2 separate regions of the Sus scrofa genome follow, and region 2 is linked to region 1. A link is a contact called in public Hi-C data. All regions are on one chromosome and are shown on one strand. The core of a region is the stretch at or near the end of the contact, and the rest is flanking DNA. Distances in the headings are between cores, read along the strand shown.

Evidence for each region. Hi-C and Micro-C count contacts between places; a contact is called where the count stands out from the background.
Region 2: a contact with region 1 is called in a Hi-C map of liver, with 10 times the contacts expected there. The contact joins the promoter of MAGI1 here to the enhancer-like site in region 1. A contact is called at or near these places in 1 of 5 promoter capture datasets (liver), 3 of 47 Hi-C or Micro-C datasets (embryonic fibroblasts, liver and skeletal muscle) and 1 of 2 datasets of contacts at active chromatin or transcription factors (skeletal muscle).

What each region holds. Positions count from the first base shown.
Region 1 is chr13:47,385,152-47,390,799 of Sscrofa11.1, reverse strand. The region is part of intron 1 of MAGI1 (membrane-associated guanylate kinase, WW and PDZ domain-containing protein 1); the gene reads left to right. Among named protein-coding and RNA genes, the nearest start is that of MAGI1, 180 kb to the left of the region's middle. Within about 2 kb of position 3,014, at least 3 of the 83 cell types and tissues checked have an H3K27ac peak or open chromatin away from gene starts, as enhancers often do. A contact at or near this core is called in liver, where this site is marked.
Region 2 is chr13:47,564,565-47,570,212 of Sscrofa11.1, reverse strand. It overlaps MAGI1 (membrane-associated guanylate kinase, WW and PDZ domain-containing protein 1), which reads left to right and starts at 2,073. Exons shown (of 22, transcript XM_021070801.1): 1 at 2,073-3,007. The coding sequence starts at 2,695.

The sequences.
Region 1 (5,648 bases), core at 1,765-4,264:
AGTGCCTCCTGAGATGGAAAGAAAGGAAAGGAATCCAAGTTGAACAAGATATCAAGCTGGGGGGCCCAGGAGTGCTAATTAAACAGGGCGTGTTCTGTGGGGCTTTTTATGCCCGAGACTATGCCATTTGTTCCAGATCTACCATCTTACCATTCCTGCCTCAGATGGAGTCCACACACCTGTTAGCATCTTGGTAATTGCTTTCTAAGCAATGATTTTTTGTTTTTATTGGTTGCTCAGTATTAAAGGCACATTGGATGCACTTTTTAGATGGGACAGTGGAGGCATAGTCCCTGTGGCTCAGCCATACCATTGTTTTGCTCTTCACATGTGAATGTCTTTTTCTCTGAGGGCCTCTCCCTCAGCAAGCTCCCACTTTGACCTTGAAGACCAAGGTCAAACAGCCCCTCACTTGGGCACTTTCTCCAATTTCTATGGGCAGAGATGGTTTTCTCTCTGTTGATGCTCTCATTATTTATTTGTAATGATCTGTTCTGTTTCCTCTGTGATGGTATCAACATCCTTGGTTTCTGGAGTTTATGTACAAGAGGGCTAGAGGGGCATAATTTTTGTGGTGATGAGCTTTACTCTTTTTCCCTTTGATTATGTAAAAGGAACCTTTCATCACAAAGCATTTAGAGGCCAGGGAGGTGGCATAAGATGACCCTGGCCCATCTGAGACAGTCAGAACTGGTGGCATGGTGGCTAGACAAAAGAGCACATGCCTATAAAACTGCTAACTCTACTAAAAAAATAATAATAAAGAAAAAGCAACCATCGCTTTGCTAAACAAAATATTTACTTACAAGTGGTTTGTTCAGCCTTCAGGCATCTCTGATAAGCTCTGAAAGCAAGGATTAATATCAAGAGGGTAAGGCCCTGGCTCCCCCAAGCTGCAAACCAGAGTGAGGAGAAGTTGCTTTCTGGGGGTGGCCCTGGCCCCCTGGTCACAGGGCGTGCTGCGACTGACCCTCTCACATCCTCTGAAATGCTGCTGAAGTCAGGACCTTCATTAAGGACAAGCTGTGCCCCTCTTATTTGAATTCTGTCTGTTCCTCTGGAAGGGATGAAAAAATGAGAGAGAAGTAATGAGTAATGTGCGTTACTTGGACAGTGGCTCAAAGACATTATTTGTCATGTCAAACCCAGTTTAAATCTCTGAAGGACAGTCTCCCTTCTGAAAGGAGCTGATGGAAGTGGAACCAGAGGGAAAATTACTCGCTGTGAGCCTGCCGTACACATGTCCTGCTTTTCTCCCCTCGAGGATTCCCTTTGGTGGCACCTGCTGCCTTAGTGGAGGGCACCTTGCAGCATAATTCCAGAGAGACCTTCCCAGTGGCACCTGCCTGAGAATGCCATCACCATGGCGAGTCCCTACAGCTCCCAACAGAAATGTACCCAGAGATCCCTATGGCCCCTGAGAGAACTTCTGTTTTGAGTTAGGGTGGAGGGAGGGAGGGGGAAGACATTCAGACCCTCAGACCCCGATCGACCATCTCTCACTGCCCAGCTGTGTGGCTTCTGGCTTGTCCTTGATCCAGTGTTTCTATTCATCTATAAAGATGACTCTGTCAGTGTGCTTGTTTGTACTTCCCGGATAAGGACTAGATCTAATCATGCATTTAAAGCACATAGCCCAACAGTGGCATGTGGCAGGCATTCAACGAATAATTGGTCCCTTCTGGCCCTTTTCTGCCCAGAGTAAGAGTTTCTTTCTTGCTCTGTACGCTTGAGGACTCCATTTATATTTGTCATAGAGACAGAGAAACTTGGTGTTGGCTCATTTGAGAGTGAAGATGAGTTAACTTGGAAATAGAAGTAAAGTCAATGAGGAGTTCCTGTTGTGGCTCCGTGGGTTAAGAACTTGACATATTGTCCTTTCTTGAGGATTCGGGTTGGATCCCTGGCCTTGCTCAATGGGTTAAGGGCCTGGCATTGCCACAAACTGTGGCATAGGTTGCAGATGGTGCTCAGATCCAGTGTTTCCATGGCTGTGGTGTACACCAGCTGCAGCTCTTACTCGACTCCTGGCCTTGGAACTTCCATGTGCTACTGGTATGGCTATAAAAAGAAAAATAAAAATTAAAAAAAAAAAGAAAGAAAGTCACTGAGAATATAGGATTTGATTTATTCTGATTTCCATGTATGTGTAGTTGGAGATTATTTGTGTAAACACTGAAAAGTGCAGTGTTGTTTCATATACCATGTCATCAAACACAGGAGGAGTTTCTTGGTGGCAAGAGCAGGCCTGAGGTGTGTTTACAGAGGACAGTTTTAGCATCATAATGCTACTCCATGGCCCCTTTTTTCTTACCAGAAGAGATATTCACAGTTATATCCCATAAAGAGATAAAGAGAAGAACGGAATTTGAGGTCAAGGAATGTTCAGTTCCTGCTGGGAAGAAGCAATGATTTCGTTGATCTCCTTTTAGAACTTTGAAACTCCTGTTTATCATCTGTTCATGTTGATTAATAGCAGGATCCAGCCAAGCAGAGTCACAAATCCTCAAGATTAAAAATTAGTTGACTGCAGCAGAGACCCACCGGTGTATTGTCTCCATAACAACTCGCTCATGTTGTTGATGTGAGGCACGGCACTTTCTTATTGCTAATCACACTGGTTAGCTCTATAAATTATAATATCCCTTCGTATCATGTTAACTCATAGAGTAATGAGTTCTCTCTGAAGTCATTTGGAAGCTTCAATTTGTCACAAATTTTTGTTCCTTGGTAATGATTACATTTAAGCTTACCATTATTAAAATATTATATTTGTTATCACCGCTTTAGATTTAATACAGTTGAAAATAGGAGGTTTTTATGAATTTTTACTTAATAGCAGAAATGTGGTGTAGCTTGGCCTATTTTTTCTCTCCTTCCTTCCCTTCCTATTTCCTTTTAAATGCTTGAGGGATATTTTCAGTGTGTCCCTCTTGCAAAGAATGGAATGCAGGTAAAGCAGGACGCACCTGTGGCTGTCCCATCCCTAGTCCGGCAGACTATAGCACCACCTAACCAGCTTCCTAGTGCATTGCATTTTTAGGATTTCAAGAAAGGCATTTTAGGTGCCCCCCCTCCCCCCCCCCCGCTTTGTAGTGGAAGGAAAATAACGTTACTTCCAGCTTTGTAGGTTTTGGCTGAGACACTCATTAATAAATGACAAATTAACAGGGAGAAAACAAACAGAAGTTTAATAGCATCTATGCTTCTTGTATACATGAGAGAGACCTGGGAAACCTGAATAAAATTTCCTGAAATAACCTAAGTAATCCCTTAAATACCTTCTCCAGCTAAAAACAGAAGAAGATGTTGGACATAGTGTGGGCAGGGGAGTCAAATTAACTGGGACCATTGTAAATGAGGGTATGGTTGTTAGGCAGTTTTAAGTCTGATTCTCCCTTGATAAGTGTTCCTGGAGTTCCAGCCATCCTCCTTTTCCTGTCACACATGGAAAGAAATCCTTACAAATGGAGATGTCCTTTATCCATGTAAAATGTCTCTTAAAAAAGGTTAACTCCGTTTTCAGAGCTTCACCCATGTCTGCTGCTTCTTAAAGTGCTCAGCCTAAAATAGTCTTTTTTCCAAAGAGGCATATTTTGGGGTGGTAAATTCTGCTACCCTTCTGATTTTTCCTTCAGTGAAATGCTGGACAGAAGAGCTATAACGCACAGCCTTGCTGATCAGCTCCCTGCAGCACATCCCTGGTGGATGTCAGAGGCCCTGGACTCTGATCTGGCAGGATCCTTGACTCCCATTTTCTCCCATTTGCAGTGGGTTCCAAGATCTCTGTTCTGGTTGGAATTGTGCGAAGATCAACCTTTGTAAATTAGAAAATACATATGAAAGCATTCTGATTTGCAAACCATCCTCGGGTGATAATTACACAGTTTCATCAATTTTTAGAGTTGTTAAAAATGTGAAAAAGAAGATACACCAGAAACCATAGATTACTTGGCTTCCTTTTTGGGTTTGGATGATTCCTAAAATCTCAGTCTCAGATTCTGTGCCTCCTGTGTTTCCTCGCTCCAGGAAACTGTTTTTCCACTCCTCATAAAGACCAGCTCTATTTCCTGTTGTGAGCACTGCTGACCATGATTCTAGCAACTGACCCTAAGAGCAAAGGCCAACTCCCATTGAGAAATAAGGACTGCCTTTCTGCCAGGTCTGCTTGCATGCCTGCAGTGGCCGTGAGCCCCGCTAAGCCCCATTACCTCCGTTTGGTCTGGCTGACTCCCATCAAATGAACAGGGCAGTCAGGTTTTATTGATTTTCATGTGGTTCCTGCATTTTGGGGAGACTTGTTGACAATTTTTCATATGTCACTCCATTAAGAGAAAAGGAAGTCTGGCTCCACAGGAAACTGGAGGTCCCCTTCCATTAGGCATCCTGTGAACTTGAGCACATGTTAGGACTCCCAGAGAAGAGAAGGTACTGTTCCTCCATGCTGCTGGCCGCAGTGGAAACAGGGGAGCCACAAGTTCCCCTGCTGTGTTGAGGATTAATCTCTCTATCTAAACCTATTCCTTCTCTTGTCCCAAACCCTATTCCCCTCGGAATTGAGGAGTATCAAACAAAGGGGGATTGAACCCCAGCAGGGCTCTGTGGGGTCCTTTCATGTCCACTGTTTTTCCTAGGCCTTAGATGAGTTCCAAAGAGCAGAGGCAAGCCGTTACTAATTAGGGAAGTAAGGGCATGCAGAAACCACGGAAAAACAGTCAAGCAAGGAAAGTGATAATAGCTTAAACAATAGTTCAGCAATAAAACAGAGTCCTGGTTCCTCCTCAAGGGATGGATGTTTTAAAGAATTTGTTGTGTATCTTTGAGTTGTTCTGTAGAAACTAAGAACTCCACCTACCCAGGTGGTGGATGGTGACTACATGCAGATTACAGCACATAGAGCTCAGATTGGTTGGAACCAGAAGGTTGATGATGAAGATTCCTGAATCATCATCCTGTTACCTCACCACAAACCAATCAGAACAAAGTCCATGAGCTGCACCCTCACCCCAGATGTTGCCTTTAAAAACTTTTCCATTAAAAGAACCCTTCAATTCTTTTGAGCGTGAGCTGCCCATTCTCTTTGTTTGATGCCTGCAATAAACACTGTACTTGCCTTTACCACAAAGTGGCATCAGTAGATTGGCTTTGCTGCCTAGCAAACTTAGGGTTAGGGTTAACTAACTTAGGGACCTAAATTTGCTTCCATTAACACAATGGGGAGAACTTTCCAGCTTTCAGATCAGGTTGAGACTAATGTGCTCTGTGCATCTTATGGTAGAGGCAAGTTGACCTCTGGAAACTGGACTGTTGAGACGAAGGTTTAGTACTTGATATTCTCCCTTATTCATCTGAAATACTTCACCATAGAGAGGAGCATAGCTTGGTGTGTTCTCCTCGATTCCTTGTTTTCTGTAGCGCTGCAGCATTTCTGTCACTCTATGTGAAGGTGACCTTGTTATTCTGTGTGCAGGGATGTGTGAGAAGGAAACTGCATCAGGCAGCATGCAGTTTGGACTAAATTGGATTGGGCACCTGAGTTCATTGACTCAGTGCTTCGGTAGATACGTGATCGAATAGGACCTTGAGTGTTTGCCACCATCTGCCGTTTGTTTTTAACTTCTGCCACCTGAGAGGGCATATTATAGGGT
Region 2 (5,648 bases), core at 824-3,323, 180 kb before region 1:
CTGACAAAACGTATGTGCTGCCCTCCTGGAGCTTACACTCTGCAGAAAGAAGCAGACCACAGATTTCTTCTCCTAAAAGGCTCTGTGATTTATAAGCAAAAAAGAAAAAAAAAAAAAAAAAAGAAAGAAAGAAAGAAAAAAAAAAAAAAAAAAAAAGCAGCTCAGGAATCAAGAAGCTATAACTATGGTCCTCCATATTGTGTAACAGCACCACTTAAGGGGAACCTGAAAAGTCCCCATGATAGAGTCCATCCCTGAGATTCTGACTGGCTGGATCTGTGTTTGGAAATGGATCTTTTGAAGCTCTCACTCATTTTGATCCAGTTCAAATAGATTGCTTCCAAGAAAAGAGGCTGAAGATGAAATTTTCTTCACCAAGAAGAGCCATGGAAAATTGGTCACTTCCTTCTTTTACAAATACTACAAAGCAACGGGATTTTTCATTTCTGGATATCCCAAGAGAGAAGCATCAACATTCCTCTCTTATTTTTATTAGCTGAGAATAGCACCCTACAATCAGAGCTTTAAAGTGTTTCCATGTATGCCTGTATATTTTAAGTTTCGTAAAGGCGAGGAGGGATTATTGGTATCATCTAATTTGAAATCCCAAATGATTCCTAATTTTCTTTCCAAATACTATACTACTACTACACCAAATTTTTATCGTATGCAAGCTCTTCTCCCTCATAATACACCCAAGAACCTAGTGAGGTATTGCTATATGTACTTAATAAGGGAGAAACTAAGGCACTGAGGGGTCCCCGTGCTTGATCAAGGTCACAGAGACTGGACTGGTGGGGATCTAAACCCCAGAGAAAGGCTCTCAACCGTGACCGCTGTGGCACTCCCTCCTTTCTGAGTCCCTTACACTCCCCTTCCTTATTTAGCACTTGCAATCTTTCCTGGGACCAAAGATGAATAAACAAGTTATAAATCACAGAAGAAAAGAAAATGCTTGGGAGACTATCGCTCAGGCCGATTGGGGAGTATTTAGGGAGGGCAGCCTTGATGGTGCAGGCTATTCTTTCAGTCCGCAGCCCTGAAGCACATTCCCAAACCTGGCAGGAACTGAAGCTGGCTCACCCCCACGCCCCCGGGCGGCGCCGAAGGCAGCCCCAAGCCCGGGGCTGAGAATTCCAATAGGTGTCTGCCGCGCCCCCGCTCCCGCGGGCTCCAGGACGCGGGTGCAGATCCCAGATCTGGGGGTGATTCTTATCTCCTAGCCCCGGGCGGGTCCGAAGGCTGCCCAGCTCAGTCGGGAATTTGATCCTGGGACCAATGCCTGGCTCCAGAAATCTCTGCCCACAAGGGAGTTAAAAAGTTAGACCTCTTTTCACTTGAAGACCCGAATCCCCTCTTGCCTTTGGCTTCTTTCCCTGGTCTAGTTTTCCCACGTCCAAAAAAGTTGGTCTCAAAGTTTGAGTGCGTGTGTGTGGTGTGTGTGTGTGTGTGAGCGTGTGACGCTCATAGGGATCCCAGTTGGGGAATCCAAGAGTCCCCTTCCCCAGGGTCGCAGAGACAGGGGCAAGTCTAGTTCCACGACCCAAACCCAAGGGCGCAGTGCAGGCGGGGAGAAGGGGGGGGGCCGACGCACGCCTTTGGGTTTGGTTCAGGGTTTTAGATTGAAATGTGGCGGGGGTCGGGGTGGGGGTTGCAAGGCAGGCGCCCGGGGCTGGGTGACCAACAGCGTGGCCAGCCACTGGCTGAAGGCGGTGGTGAGGCTTAGGCCGTCGTGAGCGCGTGCTTGTGTGCGTGAGTGTGAGCGCGAGTGGTGAGCCTACCCAACCCCCACCTGTTTTAAATGATTTTAAAATGCCAAAACCAAACTGGCCTATGTTTTCAAAAGTTTCAAACAGTTGGAGTAATACACGTGCGCTTCCCCCAAACTCCCGAAAGAAATTGCTGAGCCCAGGGAACTGAAAGAAAAGGAGGAATCAGAGGTGTGTGGTAAGGAGGGTAAATTGCTTGCTCCTGGCGGATCGGTTTTAGGACCCAACGGGAAGCACTTTGGAATCTCTCCCTTCGGGAAGGCGGGGTGGGGCGGGCCGGCTGGCTGGAGGCCGCGGTGCGCATGCGCGCGCGTCTCCTTTCGCCGGCCGCTGCGCTCGGCGGCGCGGAATAGAATGAACTGTAACAAAACAAGCAGAGCCTTTGTATCTGCTTAAAGGGGCCGCTGGCACTTCCCCCCTGTCCCCCAACCCCCGCTTCGCTACCGCGTCTCCTGGGCTCCCAGCAACTGGCTGGAAGGGCTTCCCTCACGCTCAGGAACAACCCGCCAACGAGAAAAGGCGAGCCAGGCGGGCGGCAAAGAGGAGACACCGCATTTCTAAGAGGCGAGAAAGAAAGGAAGGAAGGAAAAAAAATAACCCAAGCGGCGCAGAGTGGACTCTGGTCCGGGAGAGCACGGTCAGGCGCCGGAACGTGGACGGAGAAGCACCGGAATGCAAACAAAGCTCGCGGGCGCCTGTGCAGGGCTCGCGGGGAAGCCCAGAAAGTTTGTTTTATGATGGCTTGAGTGCGCGAGTGTGTGCGGCGAGCGAGGCTGCCAAGTTTCTCTCTCCCGTTGCGTTTTTTGGGGGGAGATGTCTCTCCCATGAACCAGCGAGGGCCTGGGGGGGGGGCTTGTGCTGCGGAGGGACACCTGTCTCTCACTTATTATTTTTTTTGTGGGGGGGAAGAGGGGTGTAACTCATCATGTCAAAAGTGATCCAGAAGAAGAATCACTGGACTAGCAAGGTTCACGAATGCACCGTGAAGCGGGGACCCCAGGGCGAGCTGGGGGTGACCGTGCTGGGGGGCGCGGAGAATGGAGAGTTTCCTTATGTCGGAGCGGTGGCGGCGGCCGAGGCGTCGGGGCTTCCTGGCGGCGGCGAGGGCCCGCGGCTGGGCGAGGGGGAGCTGCTTCTGGAGGTCCAGGGGATCCGGGTGTCCGGCTTGCCCCGCTATGACGTACTGGGAGTCATCGACAGCTTCAAGGAGGCGGTCACCTTCAAAGCCGTCAGACAAGGTAAGACGGGACGCGCCTCCGGAAGGCGCCCCCAGAAAAGGGGAGCGGCCTGTGGAGACTCCCTCCCCCCATCCCCAATTTCCCGCTTTTCTCCGGCAAACCCGGCTTAGAGGGGAAGTTGAGGCCAAGCGCCTTGAGTTGGTGAAATACACAAAGTTGTTGAGAGATTGTAGGTTGTTTGCCCACCTGAGTAGGGAAGAGGGGCTTAGGTTTGCGCGGGGAAGCGCGGAGATTTTTTTCGCAGGTCGGGTTTGCCAACCTGTTATCTCAGCCACCAAGTGCGGCGCAGCTTCTCCCGCATCTGGAGGAGAGTTGGGGAACTGAAGCCGGGGCTAGGGGACGTTCTTCTGGCTCCCTGGGGGGTCGTTACCGCTGGCGCAGCTGCTGCGTTCTTTGGCCGCTTGTCTGTTTCCACCTGGAGAATGGGTACGAAGGAGGGAAGGGTCTTTGCTTATTGGACGTCCCCCATCAGAAAATAACCTTCACCCCGCAGCAGCCCAGGTGGGTTGAGGCATCACTGCCTAGGTCCCAAAGCCCGCTGCCGGAAGATCCTGCATTCACTCCACAGCTGGATGACGCATGTGTCTCCTCCGTGCTGCCGGGCCGCAGGCTTGTGGGTGGCGGTGGGGGAAGAGAGTGGAGGGGGTATTTCAGCGCCAGTCAAGCCCAAGTTTATACTGCCACCAACATCATCCCTGTGATGATGTTGATAGTTGCTCTTTCGTTCCAGTCTCTTTGTACAGTGCTTTCCTTGCACTGCCTTATTCTGATTCACAACAATTCTGAGAGCGAGTTGTTCTCATAAACCCCATATTATAAGGAAGCTGGGGCTGGAGTTGGTTCAGTTACTTGCCCAAGGTCACAAAGGAGTGAGGGTTTGAGCCCTTGCTGCAGAGCTTTAAGCCCTGATGAGGAAGAGGTTGGGGGATGACCCAGGGAATGTGTTTGAGAGGAGGGAGGAGGAGCAAATTCATCTCTCTCGGAAGCCTGGAGAGGAGTGATGACCTTTCTGATGGCTGCTGGTGGTGGGAGTCCCTTACGACTTAGCTTGGTGCAGGCTAGGGACTGTCTGATATAATCCGGTGCAGAAGGACTGGATTCCCTTAAAGGGGTCCCTTTTACCGATGATGCAGCTTCTCCCCCATGAAAGCACCAGAGTGAGCCTTGGTGAAAAGTTCCCATATGTGCCTGTAGGCCTGGAAGGGCAAGCAGCAGCTGGAGGAATGTGTCAGAGGAAAGGAGGGCTGGGCTGAGCTGATCCTATCTTGGAAGCAGGCCTGTTCCAGGTGAAATGGAGCAAGGGAACTAAGAGAAGAGTTGGTAGCTTTGGGAGCTGAGTGACTGAGCGGTCTGGAAAGCTCTTTCTATTTATGTCCTCATCTTCTACTTGGACACCTCCAAGAAGCCCTCCAGCATCCTGCCAGGACGAATAAATCCTTCTTCCTCTGAACTCCCCTAAAGGTGTATCTTGTGGTTTTTTACTTACTCTGAATTATGAGTTAGGGCCCTCCCCTTATTTCCGTACACTGTGGTAAGCTCTTTGAAGGGAGAGACTGTACTTCCTTCATTCTACATCTCCCCAGCTTTGCCTGAGGTCCAACACCTTACCTCACCTGAGAACGTGTAAACTGTTCTCATCTGTAAACTGAGAACGTGTAAACTGTTCTCATCTGTAAACTGGCTTTCTTGTATTAGGTAAACTACTAAGTGCAAAACAGTGCCTGGCACACAGCAAGTGATCAATAAAGATGGGCTATTATTACGTTTAAACTGAATTGGGGCAGTTATTTATTTCTGAATCTAGGTTTCAATGTCAGGAACCTGAATTGTGAAGCAAATACCAGTACTTGGATTATTAGGACTTGATAGGACTGTAGAGAAAATAACTGTGTTAATGCATTTGATGGGATCAGCTGCAGGTCACTGTGCAGGGGCATTTTGGAGAAAGGGCTGGTGGAAGGTCAGGCGGGAGTACCTGCCTATCCAGTTCGGGGTCTGCTGATGTCTAATGGGTCTGATGGGAACTTGTTCTCAGTGTGCAAGCTACTGCACGTGGCTGAGCCTCCTTCCACTAGTTACCAAAGATCGGGAGGCGTTGTCCCAGGGAACTTTGGAAGGATTGGTCAGATGACTGAGTGTGTTTGGAATCAGACACTTCTGGGTTCTGTAGTGTCTCCCCATCTTATTTCCCTTCACCTAAAACTATTCTGTATGCTACACGTGTGTGTGTGTGTACATCTACTTGTTCTTATGCAATGAGACAGAATAAAGATGTGGATGGGGACACTAGAATGGCCTGGAATCCACCGAGATGTGGAAGTTACTATTTCCTGTAATGATGACAACAGGCACTGCCAGACCATCTAACATCTTCATTACAAAAGGATGTCACAAAAAAGCATCTCATCAGCTTTCTCTTTCATAATGAGACTATGATTTAAATTATGTTACAGAATTGCTCTTCCTGTGTTTTCTTTACTGTGTTTTAATCATATTAGATAAGCTTATGCTTGATACATGGTAAAAGAAAATGTTACTTCTGTGTTGTCTGCACCTTGAGCTAGCAACTCCCAGGGACATGGGTCACTCTGGGTGCTGTCTGTATGAAAATGTCATGGTCTTTTTGTGGGAGAAAATTCTT